Linked DNA regions of Hordeum vulgare: region 2 is linked to region 1. A link is a contact called in public Hi-C data. All regions are on one chromosome and are shown on one strand. Each heading gives the region's core, a stretch centred on a gene start, on an enhancer-like site or on the middle of the called end of the contact. The rest is flanking DNA. Distances are from core to core; before and after follow the strand shown. Region 1 holds the start of LOC123447008 (differentially expressed in FDCP 6 homolog). Region 2 holds the start of LOC123447015 (ras-related protein Rab5A-like).

What was found. A called contact is a pair of places that touch in the nucleus more often than the background predicts.
Region 2: a contact with region 1 is called in a Hi-C map of seedling, with 2.6 times the contacts expected there. The contact joins the promoter of LOC123447015 here to the promoter of LOC123447008 in region 1. A contact is called at or near these places in 2 of 6 Hi-C or Micro-C datasets (leaf and seedling) and 1 of 1 datasets of contacts at active chromatin or transcription factors (embryo).

What each region holds. Positions count from the first base shown.
Region 1 is chr4H:5,984,598-5,989,506 of MorexV3_pseudomolecules_assembly, forward strand. It overlaps LOC123447008 (differentially expressed in FDCP 6 homolog), which reads right to left and starts at 2,365. Exons shown (of 10, transcript XM_045123561.1): 1 at 2,098-2,365; 2 at 1,894-1,998; 3 at 1,327-1,388; 4 at 1,155-1,238; 5 at 1,037-1,068; 6 at 868-949; 7 at 98-329. The coding sequence starts at 2,121.
Region 2 is chr4H:6,244,058-6,248,623 of MorexV3_pseudomolecules_assembly, forward strand. It overlaps LOC123447015 (ras-related protein Rab5A-like), which reads left to right and starts at 3,262. Exons shown (of 7, transcript XM_045123569.1): 1 at 3,262-3,396; 2 at 4,019-4,096; 3 at 4,189-4,356. The coding sequence starts at 3,355.

The sequences.
Region 1 (4,909 bases), core at 1,115-3,614:
TTTTGTTTGAATGGTCACACCAGCTACAGTTAATAACAATATGAAGCAAGAGATCCAGATAAAAGATTTATCTATCTAGGCTGAGATGAATGCATACCTTCATGATAGTTAAATCATCAAGTTGACCCGCATTCGAATTATTTGTACCCAACCCAAGAGCTGCCCTCATTGAAACCTTCAGTGCTGCGTCTATCTCCTTCATTGCCTCCAAAGCAGTTGCATTAGCATTAGCAACTGCAGTAGCAACTGTGCCTAATGTAGAAGGAGAGCCATTCCCAGCTAAAGAATTTACTGCCTCTTTATGCGCTTGTAGTACTAACTGAGTGGCACTGTCAATTAAAGATTTTATCAGTACCAAATAGTTGAACAACTGTATGTACTAGTACAAATTTAGTTAACTAAGGAAACGAGATCATAGCATAGCCCGGCAATGTACCAACTAGTTGGTCCAAGACTCCTAAAGTTAAAAGCAGTTCAGGGCAACATATAATTTTTTGGTTCCATTCAAAAGCCTTATCTTCTACAGTAGTTATACTTTACTGGAATACAGAATTAAGAGGTGCATATATAATGCAAAAAATGCAAACTCTGATAATGAGCTGTGCAATGGATCTAACACATCGTTTAAATCTACACAATGGGAGTGCAAGCTTCTGCTGGGATAGTGACACAGTGGCACTGTTAGCATCTTGTGTCAAATAGGCAATAATTATTACATCGATTGAATGGCTCAAATTATATAGCTTCTGTGTTTGGGCTGAGTTGAGCATTTGCACTAGATATTATACTGAAGAAGCATAACATAAATTTGCATGCCGGTGCAGAACATTTAACAATGTGTTACAGGTAATGGATCAGAAAACTTACTGCAATGTAGACACCCAAGCTTTGGCAGCACCAGGAGTTTCAGCGCAAAGAAAGTAATCCTTTTTCTGAGGAGTTCCAATGTCTACTATAGTAAAGGAATACTAAAAACTACAAGGATATACTCAGGTATAAAAAGGAACTTAAAGCTCATCAGACGTATAAAGGATACAGAAACAGCATCCGTCATACTTTGGCATGCCACTGTAAGAATTGAAGTGGTATTATACAACCTTCAAATTTAAAAAGAATATACCAACAAAAAGTTTATGTTCAGGGACCAATCTTACTGAAAATTTACAGGAGACAAAGTAATGGTGCTTGAAGCATCAAACAGAATGGCTCCCTTAACGGCAGTTTCATTCCTCCGAAGTCTGGAAAAAGAAAAACACGATAGATAAGGAGATGGCTGTGGAAATGTTCTTTGGCATTCTCAGTTAGAAAACACAAGGTGTTCCGTACTTGTATTCCATCTTGCCAGATGTTGGGTCCAATATTATCCATCTTTCGTTCCATTTACGTAGCTGTTTGAAAGAAGATAATATCAGTTCAAAAGTGAAATTAGTAGAAGCCATTCACAAGTAAAAAAGGTAATCAGCAGAAAACTATGTTCACCAGGATCCTCTTGGACTCATTTGGAAACAGTTATTCAGAGCCTGGCTATCTAGTCCAACATCTAGTATTATCAATAGCTAGCATCTTTCTCAGTTTTAACCAGTTAACACATGGAGCAAGATCCACTTTGCTTTCCCTTTCTCTCCTTGCTCGAATTGAATACAAGAACATAACATACTGATTCGCGCATAAGGACACAGAGCAATGCGGCACTCCTAGCTGCTACTCATCGAATTTCATATGATACCCAGTACATCGATCAAATCATATCAGGAAATCAAATAGAAAAGCGCAGAATTGAGACACTAAACCTAAGTTTTCGACGGCTACACCCCTCACTAGTTCAAATCTATCACCAAAATCGAATATTTACACGCCTAACAAATAAACCCCAGAGATGAGCGCCGGCCATACCGTCTCAGATCGCTTCAGCAGGGGCCCCTGCAGCAGGTACCTCCCGGATCCCGACGAGAGCTGCCGCTTCACCTTCTCCAGGCTGCTCTCCGTGTCCCTGACCCTCTGCAGAATTCCCCACCCCCGAGCAAATCGTCAGAGGAGACACCAAAGTCGGGAAATTTCAGAGACATGTGGACCGGGGCGAGAGGGCGGCGCACGTACCGGGGAGCTGCCGTTGGTGGACATGGCGGGGGCGGGGGCGGCGGGGCCGGGGCCGGGGCTAGGGTTTTGGGGGCGGAGGGGAGGCTGGAGGCGACGGCGACGGCGAGGGGGCCGGTAGGTGGCGGTGGAGGGTCGACCGGCCGGTGGGGGCGTCCAGATCGATGGAAATTTCGGTGCCGGAAATGCTTCTGGTACGCTGCCACAAGCTACCCGCGAGCTGTGCTGGCCCCATGTCGCGTGGGCCCGCCGGAACAGCTTCTTGGTTTGTGGGGCACGGCAGGACTGTGATGTCTTGTGTGCTGGAGAAATGATTTTGCTAATGGACATGTTAGATTTTAAGCTCAAGCACAAATTCATTCGCAAGGTTCGGAAAAAAAAACTCTATGATAAACAGTATCAATCAATAAACGTAACTACTTCATCTGTTCCAAAATAAGTATAGTTAATCTAGTAGAAAATCTATACTAATTTAGTACTAAATCTGAGACACTTATTTTGAGACGGAGGAAGTATTTTATAACTCAACTAATAATTGCCCGTGCATTGCAACGGAAGCATAGACATTCTATTCCTTCTATACCTAAATACTTCTCTACCACGGGTGTGGTAAAGCGGCCTTCCCCAAGCAGCGAACTAAGACGACAGTTTTTCATAAGCCTAACTAGTGAAAATAAAAACAAGAAACGAAAAGATTTAATTGCAAGATCTAAAGATATACCTTCAAGCACTCACCTCCCCGGCAACGGCGCTAGAAATAGCTTGATGTCTACGCACGCTTCTATTCTTGTAGACTATGTTGGGCCTCCAAGCGCAGAGGTTTGTAGGACAACAACAATTTCCCTTAAGTGGATGACCTAAGGTTTATCGAACTTAGGGAAGTAGAGGTTGAAGATGGCCTCTCTCAAGCAATCCTGCAATTAAGAAACAAGAAGTCTCTTGTGTCCCCAACACACCTAATACAATGGTAAATTGTATAGGTGCACTAGTTCAGCGAAGAGATGGTAAAATATGGGTGATAGGTGTGGCAAAGCAAGGTAATATAATTCTGTAATAAAAATTACAGCAAGGTAGCAAGTGACAAAAGTGAGCATAAACGGTGTAACAATGGTGAGAAACAAGGCCTAGGCTTCCTACTTTCACTAGTGGCAACTCCCAACAACATTAACATGGTCTAATCACATTATAATTCCACTAAAACATGCAATGGAGACGTACTCGGAGGTCATTCCTTTGTGATCAAGAGAGGACGAGAATTATGTAGGGCTACAAAATCACACCTCAAGTTCGTAGTTCTCATCTATGGATTTCCCAATGTCACCGCGGCCATCCAAAGAGAGTACCACAATCACCACAACGTATCTCAAGGATAGTCAAAGACAAGCACCAAGAGACTCTCAATCTTCAATCAATTCACAAAAGAGGAAATCACTCATGAAAATATTCTTCTAATCCATGTCCAATAGACCGCTGTCACCATGGTCTCGGGGATTATACTAGATAAGATCAAGTGAGTACATCAATCCAATACATAGAAGAAGGGGAAACATCATGGGGTCACCCTAGATTAACATAGCCTATGATCACAATCAAGATCACATCATGGGAGAGAGAATTAACCACATAGCTACTGTAGAAGACCTCAGCCCCAAGGAGGAACTGCTCCCGCTTCATGGAGGGAGGAAGGAACGTCGATGGAGATGAATCCGGGGGCACTTCCCCGTCCCGACAGGGTTTCGACATCAGAATTCTGGTCCCCTGAAACTTGTTGGCGATGGCGGTGGAGATCGGAATTGCTTCTTGAGAAAAGGGTTCCGGAATCAGGGTTTCCTCCACGAGGGTTAAAATAGGAGCCAAGGTAGGGCACCAGAGGAGGTGGGCCCCACCCAGGCGGCCTCCCTACGTGGCCAGGGGGAGGCCGCGCAACCAGTGCGCCTGGAGGCCTGGTGGCCCCCCTCTGGCCCTCCTTCGGTCGTCTGGAGTCTTCTGGAATGCCAATTTTTTATATATTTTTTGTGGAATTTTTCGGGCATTGTAAATATGGTTATAAACCTGCAATTCACACACATCAGCACACATAAACCGGTACTGGATGCACTGAGTTAGTAGGTTAGTCCAAATATGTTGAAAAAGGTATAAAAGTGTACAAAACACATACCAATATCATCCAAAACTTGCATGGAGCAAGCAGGAATTATAGATACGTTTGGGACGTATCACCCTCCATGATGCGTGAGTAGTTTACCACAGACCTATGGGTTCGTAGTTAGTATCTAGATTGAAAAGGACGTGGATGTCGCCTAGAGGGGGGGGTGAATAGGCGCTTTTAAAATAGTTAAGGTTTAGGCTTGAACAACTGCGGAATAAAACTAACGATTAATATGTCAAGCACAAAACCTACAAACAACTAGGCTTACCTATGTGCACCAACAACTTATGCTAAGCAAGATAAACAACTAAGTGATAGCAAGATATATTACAATAAACAATATGTCTATCACAAAGTAAAGTGCATAAGTAAAGGGTTCGGGTAAGAGATAACCGAGGCACGGGGAGACGATGATGTATCCCGAAGTTCACACCCTTGCGGATGCTAATCTCCGTTAGAGCGGTGTGGAGGCACAATGCTCCCCAAGATGCCACTAAGGCCACCGTAATCTCCTCACGCCCTCGCACAATGCAAGATGCCGTGATTCCACTAAGGGACCCTTGAGGGCGGTCACCGAACCCGTACAAATGGCAACCCTTGGGGGCGGTCACCGAACCCGTACAAATGGCAACCCTTGGGGGCGGTCACCGAACCCGTACACGTGGC
Region 2 (4,566 bases), core at 2,012-4,511, 260 kb after region 1:
CAAGCAAACAAGCAAATATATTTATTTTTTGTATTTTTGATATTTTTAGGAAAATAAAAAGTAGAAAAGTGAATGATAATTTTTGTGTAGGAACCCGATAAGAATTTGATGATGTCTCCCCAGCAACGGCGCCAGAATTTTTCACGGTACTTGTAAGGATTAGGTAGTAATATTTTGATAATATAAATATAAAAAGTAATTGCAAATAATAAAAGACGACGAGGTATTTTTATTGTTTTTGTATTTATGCTTAGGTAGACCACGGACATAGTTTTCTCTAGTGACATCTCTCTCAAAGATAGCATATAGTGGGTAGACGAATTACTATTGGACAATTGATACAAAAGCACATAGTTATGAAATATTTATTCACGACAACCATCATTTCAATATAAATCACGTCTATAAGCAAGTAGACCGACTACTGTCTGCATCTACTACTATTGGTCCACTCAACGACCGCTATCCAGCATGCATCTAGAATATTAAGTACAAAACGGAATGTTTTTATCCTTAATGTCAACAATAAAAATACGTGTCATGTCCCCTTTTATCACTAGGATTGAGCACCATGATTTGAACCCATCCCAATGTACCACTCCCACTAAAGATAAACCAATCTAGTTGGCCAAACTAAACCAATAGATCGGAAAGAAATACAAAGCCATAATAATCATGCATAAATAATTTAGAGAAGGCTCGATATATATTCATGAATAATCTGTTCATAAACCCACAATTCATCGGATCCCAACAAACACACCGCAAAGAAGATTACATCGAATAGATCATCGCTAAAATCGCGACGAACTTTGTATTGAAGAACATAGAGAGAGAGATAACCATCTAGATACTCGCTATTGACCCGTAGGTATGTGGTAGCCTACTCACACAACATCATGGGAGCATAAAGGTTGATGTACATGCCCTCCGTGATTCATCCCTCCTCCGACAGGGCACCGGAACAGGGCTCCAGATGGGATCACGGCGAAACAGAGACTTGCAACAGCAAAAAATGTGTTTTGGGGTGTCTCTTTAGGGTTTTCCTCATTTTGGAAGATTTATAAAGGTGGAGTTAAGCGAGGAGGCACCGGGGAGTGGTCCCAAGGCATCAAGGCGCGACCACCCCATGGGCGCATCATGTTGCCTTGGCACCACCTCGTGTGGTGGGTGGCCTCCCTCCAAAGTTTTTAGGTCTTATTTTTGTCCAAAAAAATCATCAAAAAGTTTCATGGCATTTGGACTTCGTTTGTTACTGTTTTCCTGAAAAGCTAAAATCTCGCAGAAAACAGCGACCGGAAGTGGGCACTGGGTTAATAGGCTAGTTCCCAAAAATGATAAAACATCATATAAATGCATACAAAGTATCAAAGATTGATGATATAATAGCATGAAACAATCAAAAATTATAGATACGTTGAAGACGTATCAAGGAGTTGAAGCTTCGATCTTCCTGCCTGATCTGCCACCGCTGCCGCTTGCCAGATCTGAGTCGCCGTCGCCGACGATGAGGCTAGAGGAAGGGGTTTTCCTAGAGGTAGTGGTGATCGAGTAAATGAGGGGGGAGGTTAGATTTGACATCGTGTCGTAATCTCTTGCCATCCCCACTCGCTTTTGGGTTGCTCCCCGCGTGCGAGCTTGCGCCGCACTCAGCTTGGCTCGCTAGAAACTTCCGATTCATCAATTTCTAGCGAGCCACGCTCTGGGATGCTTTAAACTCCGTGCAGGGCCGGGCCCACAGTGGTGCCATTTGTGCGGCCCGCACAGGGCCCATAATTCTGGAGGGCCCAAAAAAATTATATACGTGTAGTATTAAAAAAAATTGGACTGGTGTTTGCCTGTTGGGCCGAAGCAGATCGAATGGAGCGACGAGGGCCTCGACCGGTGGAGCGATGAGGATGGGTCTATCAAGGGAAGGACGCGAGCCGCGAGGCTATCACGGGCGATCCTGCCGAAATGCCTGGTCGCCGCTTCCTCTCGTGAGTCGTGAATCGTGATCTATTCTCATCCTCTTGTGTCTCGTACTGTTTGTGCGCTGTGGCTGTGCAGATTTGAATGATTGAATGAAGATAATGATCAAGTTCAACTGCAGACCCTGCTAGGCGCTAGCGAGTCCGAGGCCTCGCCGACTGGCCGTGCCGCTGCGTTGCCGGCTGTGTGGTCACTGCGGTGCAGGGCTGCTGCGGTGCGGTGCCAACCGTGCCATCTGGCATCTGCCTTGCGTCCTGCCGCTGTGCGTTGCCCGGGTGCCGCTCAACTCCATCTGCCCTGCCTCCGGCCCTGGTTTAGCATTAGCATGTGATTAGTATTTTTTTATGAACTTTGGGTCTTATTTTTAATTTCTAACTTTGTAACTAATTTTGGCAGAGATCGTTACTTCGTTAGAGATTGATTTTTACATCCTTGATTAAAAATCACAGTGTATCCGAATTACCGGACAGAGATGAGTTAGACAGTTCATCTAATTACCAAACATTGACACATGATCTTCAAGTTTACTCAATTCATCTTTCTTATCTTGTGTTTTAATAATGCAGATTTGAATCATCATGGGAAAATTGATTATGAGGATATTATCGAAGATTTAATTTTAAAAATACTAAAAAAATGAGGATGTTTAAATAAAAAGCAACACGAGTTGAATAGGTATGATTTTTTTATATGTTGTAAGACATTACATTACATAAATTATAATTTTTATGCGATATATTTGTACATTATAATTGCTCGTTAGTTTTTTTACAAATAGGCCCCCAAGTTTTAGTTTGGCACAGGGCCCTGGATTTAGCCGGCCCGGCCCTGACTCCGTGTCGATGTGAGCCAGCCCATCGCGTTCGCAGCCAAACACATTTTCCATGCCCAACTAGACCTGGTTGGGACGGATAGAGACCACCATAAACTTCCTTGGAAAAGCCCTCGCGGCCATGGACAATAGCTACGCGGTTTATTCTTCCAAAAAAATGGTTAGAGTTAACAAATCTCAACTGAGAAAAAACAAATCTACTTCCTCTGTTTCTAAATGCGTTTAATTGGAAAAAAGCTAAACTAGTATTTTCTAACTACAAGTATTTAGGTAGAGGGAGTACGTATAGTGTATTTTGGATCGGAGGGGGTATTTTCTTTGAAACATGGACTGCATTGCGCACATGAGAAGCGAAGGTTTGCGTTGACGAAGGCAGGTCTAATTACACAGCTCTACAAGGGCTCGCCTGTAAAAAGTTGTATTTTTCTCAAGCCAAAAAAACAATAATAAAGAGAAAACGCATTTCATACGCGCAGAGCCAACCAACAACCAATTCCCCAATCCGCCTCCTCGCCCGGCTTCAAGAGGGCCCTAATCCGGCGTCGAATCCGATGGCGGCCAGCGCCGGCAGCAAGATCCGCAACGCCAAGCTGGTGCGAATTCTGACCCCGAGTGTCCGGCCGCCGCCATTGACTGACCACCGAATCGCCCGGGCCGGATCTTGATCGCCACCACTTACTACTTACCAGGAGTATCCGGCTAGCTTTTGGCGCGATTGTCTCGTGGGAGCGGTCCCGATCACATGCTTCTCTTGAATCCTCTTGATGGCGTCGCTGCTGTCACGACGGCTAATAGTATCATGTATGGGTAGCAAGATTATGTTTGCTGGGGAATTCTCGAGTAGAAGATGTTGTTCTGCGCCAGTAGCAAGCACTTCCTTTTAACAGTCTTTGTTAACTTAGTGGGCTCAGCGCTTGTGTCTTAGTTACTACTGGCTTCCTGTCTCCCGGGGTGCAAAATGTATGGGAAGATATGCTCATTAATTTCTCTTTTCTTGACTTAAATGTTTCACAAGCATGGTGATTTTGAGCTCATAAATGTCCCCCCAGTTCTTATCTGAATCCCATTTTGATGGTCAGCTTTACGGCGAATCGCTAACTTATGTTCCGAGTACTGGTATTTTATTTTTTTTGGTGTGTGCAACATACTGATTTTGGGCTGTTAGAATCTCGTGGGCTGTGAAATGCTGATATTTTACTGTGATTGGATTTTCAGGTTCTTCTCGGCGATGTGGGTGCTGGGAAATCCAGCCTGGTGCTTCGGTTCGTAAAAGGACAATTTGTTGAGTTCCAGGCAAGTCGTCTGATACACTCCTTTTGTTAAACATAATATATATGCAGATTTTGTTCTGGAAATGATCATTGTATTGGTCTATTTGTCTCCAGGAATCGACAATTGGAGCGGCTTTCTTCTCTCAAACACTGGCTGTTAATGACGAGACTGTGAAGTTTGAAATCTGGGATACTGCTGGGCAGGAGAGGTATCATAGCTTGGCCCCCATGTACTATAGGGGTGCTGCCGCAGCCATAGTTGTCTATGACATCTCGAACCAGGTTTGTAAAATGGAATTGGTTTACCTTTTTCCAGTGATAAAATAGTAGGTCTTGATGAATAGTTTCCCATTATTTACATGTTAGCTGATTTTGCCAATGAACGATGGTTATGACTCCTTACAGTAGTACATTTGAGTTGTGACTTCAGTTGGGGAATTAAAAGGGGGTCAAGAATAATGTAGTGGAGGCAGTAAAAGTCAGGCAAAGTAG